2 separate regions of the Ovis aries genome follow, and region 1 is linked to region 2. Evidence: chromatin contacts called from public Hi-C data. All regions are on one chromosome and are shown on one strand. Each heading gives the region's core, a stretch centred on a gene start, on an enhancer-like site or on the middle of the called end of the contact. The rest is flanking DNA. Distances are from core to core; before and after follow the strand shown.

Region 1 (3,889 bases), core at 483-2,982, 220 kb after region 2:
TTTACTGTTTCCACTATCCAAACCCTCGCGCAAGAGCCCTGGTCCTCTACAATTTATCCAAAGTGTTAGGTCGAGAGCCCTTTCGCCCTTCACTAGTGAATTCAGTGCTATGGTAGGAGATATGCAGTCTTTCCTTGCCTCTTCACTTAAAAAACATGCCAAACCTGAATAGATTCCAGGCTAGACGGGAGGGGGTGGGGAGAGATTTTTGTTAGTTCTAACACAGCTATTGACACATGCTTGAAAACAGTATTTAAAAGAAAGCAAGAAAATTAGAAACCAAGAGAACAAAAGAGAAATAAATGAAGAAAGAAAAAAGAAAGCAGATTTTTCACTTTATGCCTTAGAGGGCAAATTGGTTACAATTTGATTTCTAGGAAGAATATCTTATAGAATAAAATTGCCTAACATCTCTGCATCACACATATGAGAAATATAAACTAAAAGGACATCTGGAAACGAACATTATTCAGCAATCAGAAAGCAAAAATCCAAACCATTGATGTTTTGATGGAGACAAACATATGAGATTCCCAAAGAAGAAAGCTGTAACTTACTGAAGTTTAAAAAAAAAAAAATTCCATATGCATTTTACCTTTTGGGCAGCTCCATTGCAAAGTTCTGTTTCAGAAGCCCTTTGTAATATGAACCCCACTGTAGATAAGATACAAGGCGAAGATAGTCTGTCTTGCAGCAGCAGGAAGTCAAATTGGTTCCAGAAACAAAGTTACATGACAAATGGTTTAATAGTATTGCCAGAATTGGAAATCTTGATTGAATTATTTTTCATAATCATTAAAAAAAGATTTTGAAATAACTCTGCCCTGCATAGTTGTTTAGTTTGTGTGTGTGTCTGTGTATGTGTGTGTGTGTGTAGGGGGAACGTGTTGTTGTAGAGGTGGGAAGACATCTTATTTTATTGGCCTTTTAACTAAAGTGTTATCATTTGTTATCAAAATTTAAGAGCTCAGCAGTGATTTATTGTTAACTTTTGTTTGCAACAAAACAGTTCAAACACAGTACATTTTTAACAAAACTAATAAATGGCATGGAGGACTAAACAGGTTAAAAAGGGGATATATCTTATTATCGTCTTCAAATTATTTTTTGTTTTAATCCTAGTACCAAATCAGCTTTGATTTATTTTAAAGAGCATCTGGAAAAGTTCATCAAGTCTGAGGCGAGTCTTAGGCTTTAGGACAGACTTCTAAACTGTTAGCAAGATGTATCATTGAAAAAAGTAACCCAGCGACTGATACCCGTAGGTGAAATGAAATCATTCTCCTGACTGAAGTCAGGAACAAGTTAAATACCACTTAGACCACAGCACACGACTACAGAGATTTAGGAGAAAACATACTTAAATAAGATGTGACTAGACATTTAGGACTATTTTCTAAAACAGTCTAAAAAAACTTTTTCCCCTGCAGTACTTACAGTCTTTGAAGACCAGAGCCGGGTCTCTGTGAGGCAAGACTTGGGCAATGATGTGTCTCAGGGATTCCAAGGTTCTGTCCATCTTGTGTCTGCCTGTGCGAGCCTGCTGCACAGTGCCCTCATGCCTGGATTCTTGCAGTCCTGGTCTGAATTTGTGCAGCTCATTGATGCACAGGATTACCAAAGAATCTCTTTTAACATCTGCCAATCAGACATTTCCCAGAATCTTAAGACCCCTCAGGGGGCCCTCCTCCCAGGCTCACTTATCTTTGTTGTATGCTGAGCTAATTAGCTCTAAAGGCTGGCTGACAGGCGGGTTCCCATTGCTTCCTTCTGTTAAACACACCCACCTACAGGCTAGCTGGGGAAGCTCACTAATCATGCGAACAGCCTTCCTCGCCAACCAGATTTTGCCTGGCTGACTTCGGTATTTCTTTTGGTCATTCATCTTTTGATGTGCTGTCTTCGGGTACATAGAATCAGGAAGATGATTTCTCAAGAAAGTTTCCTTAGTAGCAAAGGAATTTCCAGCTTAGAATCCATATAATCTAAACTCTTCTTTGGTAAAAGTGCTATAAAGATTGTGGATGTAGCCAGGCTCTAGATCATGCTTTCAGTTTGAATTCAGAAGCATCTCTTTGGGAGCTAAGTGTTTAATTTTTTCATCCACCCAAATTATAGTCACTTTTGATGGGCAGTGACGAGTAAAATTTCATAGTCTGTCTTTTGGCTTTGCCTGGCAACATTTGTTTCCCTCTTTATCCTTCAAGGCAAATCATTCCCAAGATTGATTTTAATGAATTCTGATATCATTCACTTCTCTTCATGATAACTTTTTATACTAAAAATTCCAGGAGAAGTAAAAATATGTTTCAGAGAATATAGGTGGTTACAAAAACATCTGAAGAAAACAAAGCTGCTTTTTCTATTGAGGTCCTACACTGCTGACAACAATATTAAATAGTCTTTTCACAGGAGACATGTCATAGAATTCCACTGCAGTAACAAGGTTTTACACCAGATATAAAAGAATTGATTTCAGTGGCTGTAACCCATATTAGTTGAAGGATTATTGAGGACTTCTTTACTTTTATTTAAAATATTTTTCCAGGGTAGGCATAAGAGATTGTTTTCCAGTTTCCAGATTCCATAATCATCTTGTACCATATGATTAACTGAATGCAGTCCTTTAAAGACTATATAAAATGTTTTCAATGTGATCAGTTTCTTCAGCTAGTTGGTAGAAGGGGTGGGCTTAATAAAAGGAAACAGAAGGAATGAGGCTAGAATAGTAATTCCTATTATAAGGACTGTCACTTAGTAAATGCCCACAGGAATATGTATATCCCACAAGGGCTGCCCCAGAGTGCAAAGATAGTATAAAGAAAATCAATGGAAAGAATCACACTTCACGTGAAGACACAGGTGCACTTTCCATGCGCTGTAACATGAAATCATCAATGTCCTTGCCATCTAGTTTATAATTTAAGAGAAACTGGATGGCTTGGAGATTAAAAACGATTATACACTGATTGGACATGAAGTATAAATGAATGCATAATATTTTCAGTGTGATAACTGAATTGGAAACATTCCCATTGGAAGAAGAAGAAGAACAACAACAAAAAGTACAGCATTCTCAAAGAAGACTGATAATCTATAAGCAGAAAAATTAGAAATGATTAATGCTGGGATTTTAATCAACAATGGACTTTTTATGGGATTAAATCTAATTCCAGTAGTACTTTAGATGTGTAAGGTGGAAGAAGGAACACTGAATTTGGTATTAGTATGATTTGGGATTTGATTTTTGTTATCTGTGTAACTTTGAGAAAGTCACTCATCTTCTTGGGACTTGGAATCCTCATCTAAAAAATTAGGGGTTTGTGCCAGACGCTCTCTTTTAGATCCAACATCTGTGACTCTATGGCTGCATTGCAAATGAACACAAATATTAACATACATTTTCTAAACTTCTGGAAAGTCATAGATTTATTTCCTAAAAGCTAGATTGTTTTCATAAAGATCACTTTTGTTTCCATAGTCAACTTTGTATCCCTTCATCAATAAAAAGGGACACATATTCATAGGGTGAAATCAAAGGAACCATTAATGCTAACTAGAAGGAAGGGTAAGCCTTTATTAAAACCTGTCTTCAACCTCCAGAGATTTTTCTAAAAAGGTGAACTATGAGAATGTTTGCTGCTGTTTCTCAGCTGCTAAGTGTGTCTGAGGCTTTGCCACCCAGTGAGTGTAGGCTGCTAGGCTCCTCTGCCCATGGGATTTCCCAGGCAAAAATACTGGAGTGGGTGGCCACTCCCTTCTTCAGAGGATCTTCCTGACCCAGGGATCCATGGATTCTTCACCACTGAGCCACCTGAGAAGCCCGAACATGTGCTTCAGTTCAGTTCAGTTCAGTTCAGTCGCTCAGTCGTGTCCGACTCTATGACCC
Region 2 (4,086 bases), core at 1,518-4,017:
AGGCGGGAGGAGAAGGGGGGGACAGAGGATGAGACGGTTGGGTGGCATCCCCGATCCAATGGGCATGAGTTTGAGCAAGCTCCAGAAGTTGGTGATGGACAGGGAGGCCTGGTGTGCTGCAGTCCATGGGGTTGCAAAGAGCTGGACACAACTGAGCGACTGAACTGAACTGAAAATATAGGTAAGAGTTTCCTTCTAAGCAATACAATGTGTGGGGTCCTTTTAACAAAACCCAGCACTACAAATACTATATAATATTTGAACACTTTTGTACCAGCCCTGGTGATTCACTTCCTATTATTGGTTTTAAGTAGACAGGTGTAGGGGGAAGGGGGAGGGGTTGCTGAGGAGGCAGCCTAAGGGCTCTGATTATCTTTAACACAATGTTAAGAGAAGTGGTTTCCCTTGTAGCTCAGTTGGTAAGAATCTGTCTGCAGTGCAGGAGCCCCAGGTTCGATCCCTGGGTTGGGAAGATCATCTGGAGAAGGAAATGGCAACCCACTCCAGTATCCTTGCCTGGAAAATCTTATGGACAGAGGAGCCTGGTGGACTGCAGTCCATGGGGTCCCAAAGAGTTGGGCACCACTGAGCAACTAACACTAACTAACAAACCAAGAGAAGAGGGGAGAGCTTTGAAATGTCATATGATACAGACCTTCTCTGTACTGACCACAAACACATCACTCAATACAGAAATGTTCTCTGGAAGGGTTTTCAACACTGCAAAAGACCTAGAACACTAAATACTGTGGCATCCATTCACAAATCCTAGGGTACAGCCCTTTATGAAGGTAATGACCCTGTCTTCCTGGAGCTTGCATTCTGGAAAGAGAGATTGATAATAATGAAAGAAGGAACAAAAACATTGTTTTAGACAGTGCTGTGAAGATAATAAAGCAGGGGTCAGTCTTTACTTAGCAGATCATGTTTGGACCTATTTTCCTTTGGGGGGGGTCAGGGAAGAGCTCTGCAGAGATGACATTTGAATTGAGCACTGAAAGACAAGAAGGAATAAGCAGGGAAAAGCACGAGGCAGAAGCAACAGTTCATCCACGAGGAACGCGTTACAGGAATGATTGGATGTAACTTGGCGGCTTTCAGGAACAGCCATAAGGGCCTCCGTACACAAAGCATCGTGGGCACAGGTAGGAGATGCGGTCCTAGAGTTCAGGCAAAGAGTTTCAATTTTATTCTAAGTGTCGTTGGTATCCACAGGAGGTTTTAAAGCGGAAGTGGGCGATTTAATACGATCGACACTTTAAAATGAAACACTGCAAAATACAATAATTGCACGCAGCTTTTACTTCTTCGAAACCTAATTTCTAAATTCCCACTCGGGTCAAACAGCGCCGCGGCCGTCCCCGTTCGCCCAGGCTGTTTGCGCTCTCTTCCAGCTTGTTTGCACGCGACGCCCTGCTGTTGACAGCCTCGGAAGAGAGCCTGTGACAGTTGCCAGGCGCCGGGAGGCGTCGCGGGAGCCAAGTTGCTGCTGGGGCCAGGGCTGCGCTGGGGGAAGGAGGGGAGAGGGGATGTGGGGCGGTAGCCGCGCCCTGGGAGGGCTGCGATCTCCGCGCCGTGGCGGCGATGCATCCTCTGAGCAAGGGATGAAGAAGCCGGGGGCCCAGCCGAGCTTCCCCGAGGCTCACGGCGCCCCCCGGGTTGTTTCCGTCCCAAAGGTTCGCCGGCCCTGCCCGGGGTTTGACGCCGGAAACAGTGATGGCTGGGGGGCTGCTGGAGGCTGGGGCGCTGGATGCGGGCGGGGCGGGGCAGCGACCGAGGGAGTTTCCGTTTCTCGGGCCTAGCTCCTCCCGGCCGGGCCGCAAAGGCGACACCCTGGGGGAGAGGGGGGTGGAGGGGGGAGCCTCGCCAGGTGTTGATTTCAGGCTCCGCGGGGCCAGGCCTTCTGCCCACATCCTGCGGCGCCAGTTGGCCCGGGCGGATCCAGCGCCGCGTTTTGTCATCTGCCTGCACCGGGAGGTAGAGGCGGCGCCCCCAAACCCGCTAGCCGCCCGGGGACAGGACCCCGGGTGCCTGCCCCCGGCGGTAGCCCCCCTTTCAGTCTCCAGGCCATCGATCGCTTGGGACCACTGTGCGGAGAGCGAGTAGCCTAAGGAGACGACACAGAGTGCCTGTTCCCTGGAGCCTTGCCGAAGGGAGGTGGACTCCCCCGGGGAAACTCGAAGCTTGGGCACTCAGCGGAGCGCCCTGCACCCGCAGTCTGCTACCTACTCTGCCTTCAGATCTCGGCGCCCGTGGCCACCTCCCACCCAGGTCTCTGTCCTCACCCAGCCATCCGAACCAGCGACCCCACTGGGTCTGCCTCCCATCACCCTAACTGAAGGCTCAACAGGAGGGGCGTGTGTTTCAGCCTCGTCTGTGGCCTGTTTCTCGTCCCATCTCTGGAATGTCCGCTCCGTGGGGCGATGTGTTACGCGCGTGGTGCCGGGCTCCCACCGTCTACAGCCGGGACACCTGCCAGACGCGACAGACCATCCCGTTTGCTTTAAAGGGACTGAGCGCGGTTCCGAGCGCTGGACCGGAGAGAGCGAGAGCGTGAGCCCGTCGGCCTTCCTGCCCGGGGCGGGGCTTGTTCTGGACACGCCCCTCCCAGGCCCGCCGCCTCCCAGGAGCCGCCCCGCTAGATTCCCCGGCTCTCTCTGCAGCTGTCTGCAAAACCCGGAGTGGCGGATCCCAGAGAGGGCGGAGCGGCGCCGCCCCTCGCGGCACCTCCCCGGCAGCCCTGGGCGCCGCGCCGGGCATGCTCAGTGCGCAGGGCCGCTCGGAGCTCTCGGAGGAGGAAGCTTGCGCGCTCCCGCTCTCAGGAGCCGCGGCCCGGGGCAGGGGGGCCGCAAATAATGGAGCCTTTCACCAATGGTGAGTAGGCGCGGCCGGAGGGAGGCCGGGGCTGGGAGCCGGGCTCTCCCGGGGCCCAGAGGGTCGTGGGGAGTCGTGACACGCGAGGGTGAGCTGCAGCCGCCTCCAGCGTAGCTTTCCCACGAGAGGTTTTGCGGTGAGGTCGGGGGGGGGGGCGGGCGGTGCTGGTGTAGGGGACCCTGGGGGGAGGCTGTTGGAGGCTCGGGGGAGGGGGCGAGAGGCGGCAATCGCCAGGCTCGGGGGTCGAGGGCCGGGGTTGCTGGCGTGAAGGTCAGCGCCACCGCCCGTCCCGGATGGGGACACCCGGTGTCCCGGACACCTCGCTCCTCTGCGCAGCCAGGTGGGCGAGCTGCAAAGTTTGGGCTGCGGTGCATTGGAGGAGGGGCTGCCGGGAAAGTTGGCAGAGCTTGGGTTTGCCCCGGGTGCAGAGTGGGCTTTGGGGCGGGAAGGGTTAAAGGGCGGTCAAACCCTCAACTTGGGTGGCGCTCCCGGAGCTGTCCCCCTGCCTTTCGGCGAGTTGCCGGCGTGACTTTTCCTGATAGGGCTGGGTGGGTGTGGGGGCTTGTTAGGTTAATTCAGTGGAAGGTAGAGAAAAACTTGCAGAAAAGCTGGATCACCCCGGCTGGGCGCCGGGGAGGTTCCTGCCCGCATTGCCGCTCTCCCCGTCTGTTGCGGAGGCATTCCGCAGGAGGTTCAAGCTTCCTCTCCCTGGCTCCCAATAAGATCGGTTTTTAAATTTTCAGTCGAGACTCATTAAATATCAAGGGGCCGTCACGGTGATATCACAATGTGACTTGAGGCGAGTGTCCAAAGCCGGAGCCTGCAGGAGGTTCGGCTAACAGTCATAGCCCTTTACTGACCGAAGGGAGCGAATCCGTACCACCCTCCTTAAAACCGTGGCTTTTGTTTGGACCACAAGTGCCATGTAGGGGTGAGATGCCTTTCAGTTTGCGGTGTTGAGTATATAGATTCCCTTTTGGGGACAGAAAGTAGGAAAACTGCCAGCAAGGGAGAATTCACGCTGAAATGGGAGAGTTCACTCTCCTAGTGGACATGTGTTTTCCTGCGGGTGGTTGGTTACTTAAGGTAGAGAGTTTGTCGCATTAATAGAAGGCAGAGTCTGCCTCTGTTAGGGTGGGTCACTTGCCACCCGGGAGACAGAGACATTGTCCACTATGTCCCAAACTCGAGCCAGACTTTGTTGTATGCTGT

What was found. Hi-C and Micro-C count contacts between places; a contact is called where the count stands out from the background.
Region 1: a contact with region 2 is called in a Hi-C map of tail adipose tissue, with 3 times the contacts expected there. The contact joins the promoter of LIX1 here to the promoter of LNPEP in region 2. A contact is called at or near these places in 2 of 16 Hi-C or Micro-C datasets (skin fibroblasts and tail adipose tissue).

Annotation. Positions count from the first base shown.
Region 1 is chr5:94,211,120-94,215,008 of ARS-UI_Ramb_v3.0, forward strand. LIX1 (limb and CNS expressed 1) reads right to left here and starts at 1,733. Exons shown (of 6, transcript XM_027970526.3): 1 at 1,438-1,733. The coding sequence starts at 1,519.
Region 2 is chr5:93,987,138-93,991,223 of ARS-UI_Ramb_v3.0, forward strand. LNPEP (leucyl and cystinyl aminopeptidase) reads left to right here and starts at 2,768. Exons shown (of 18, transcript XM_012178991.5): 1 at 2,768-2,874. The coding sequence starts at 2,856.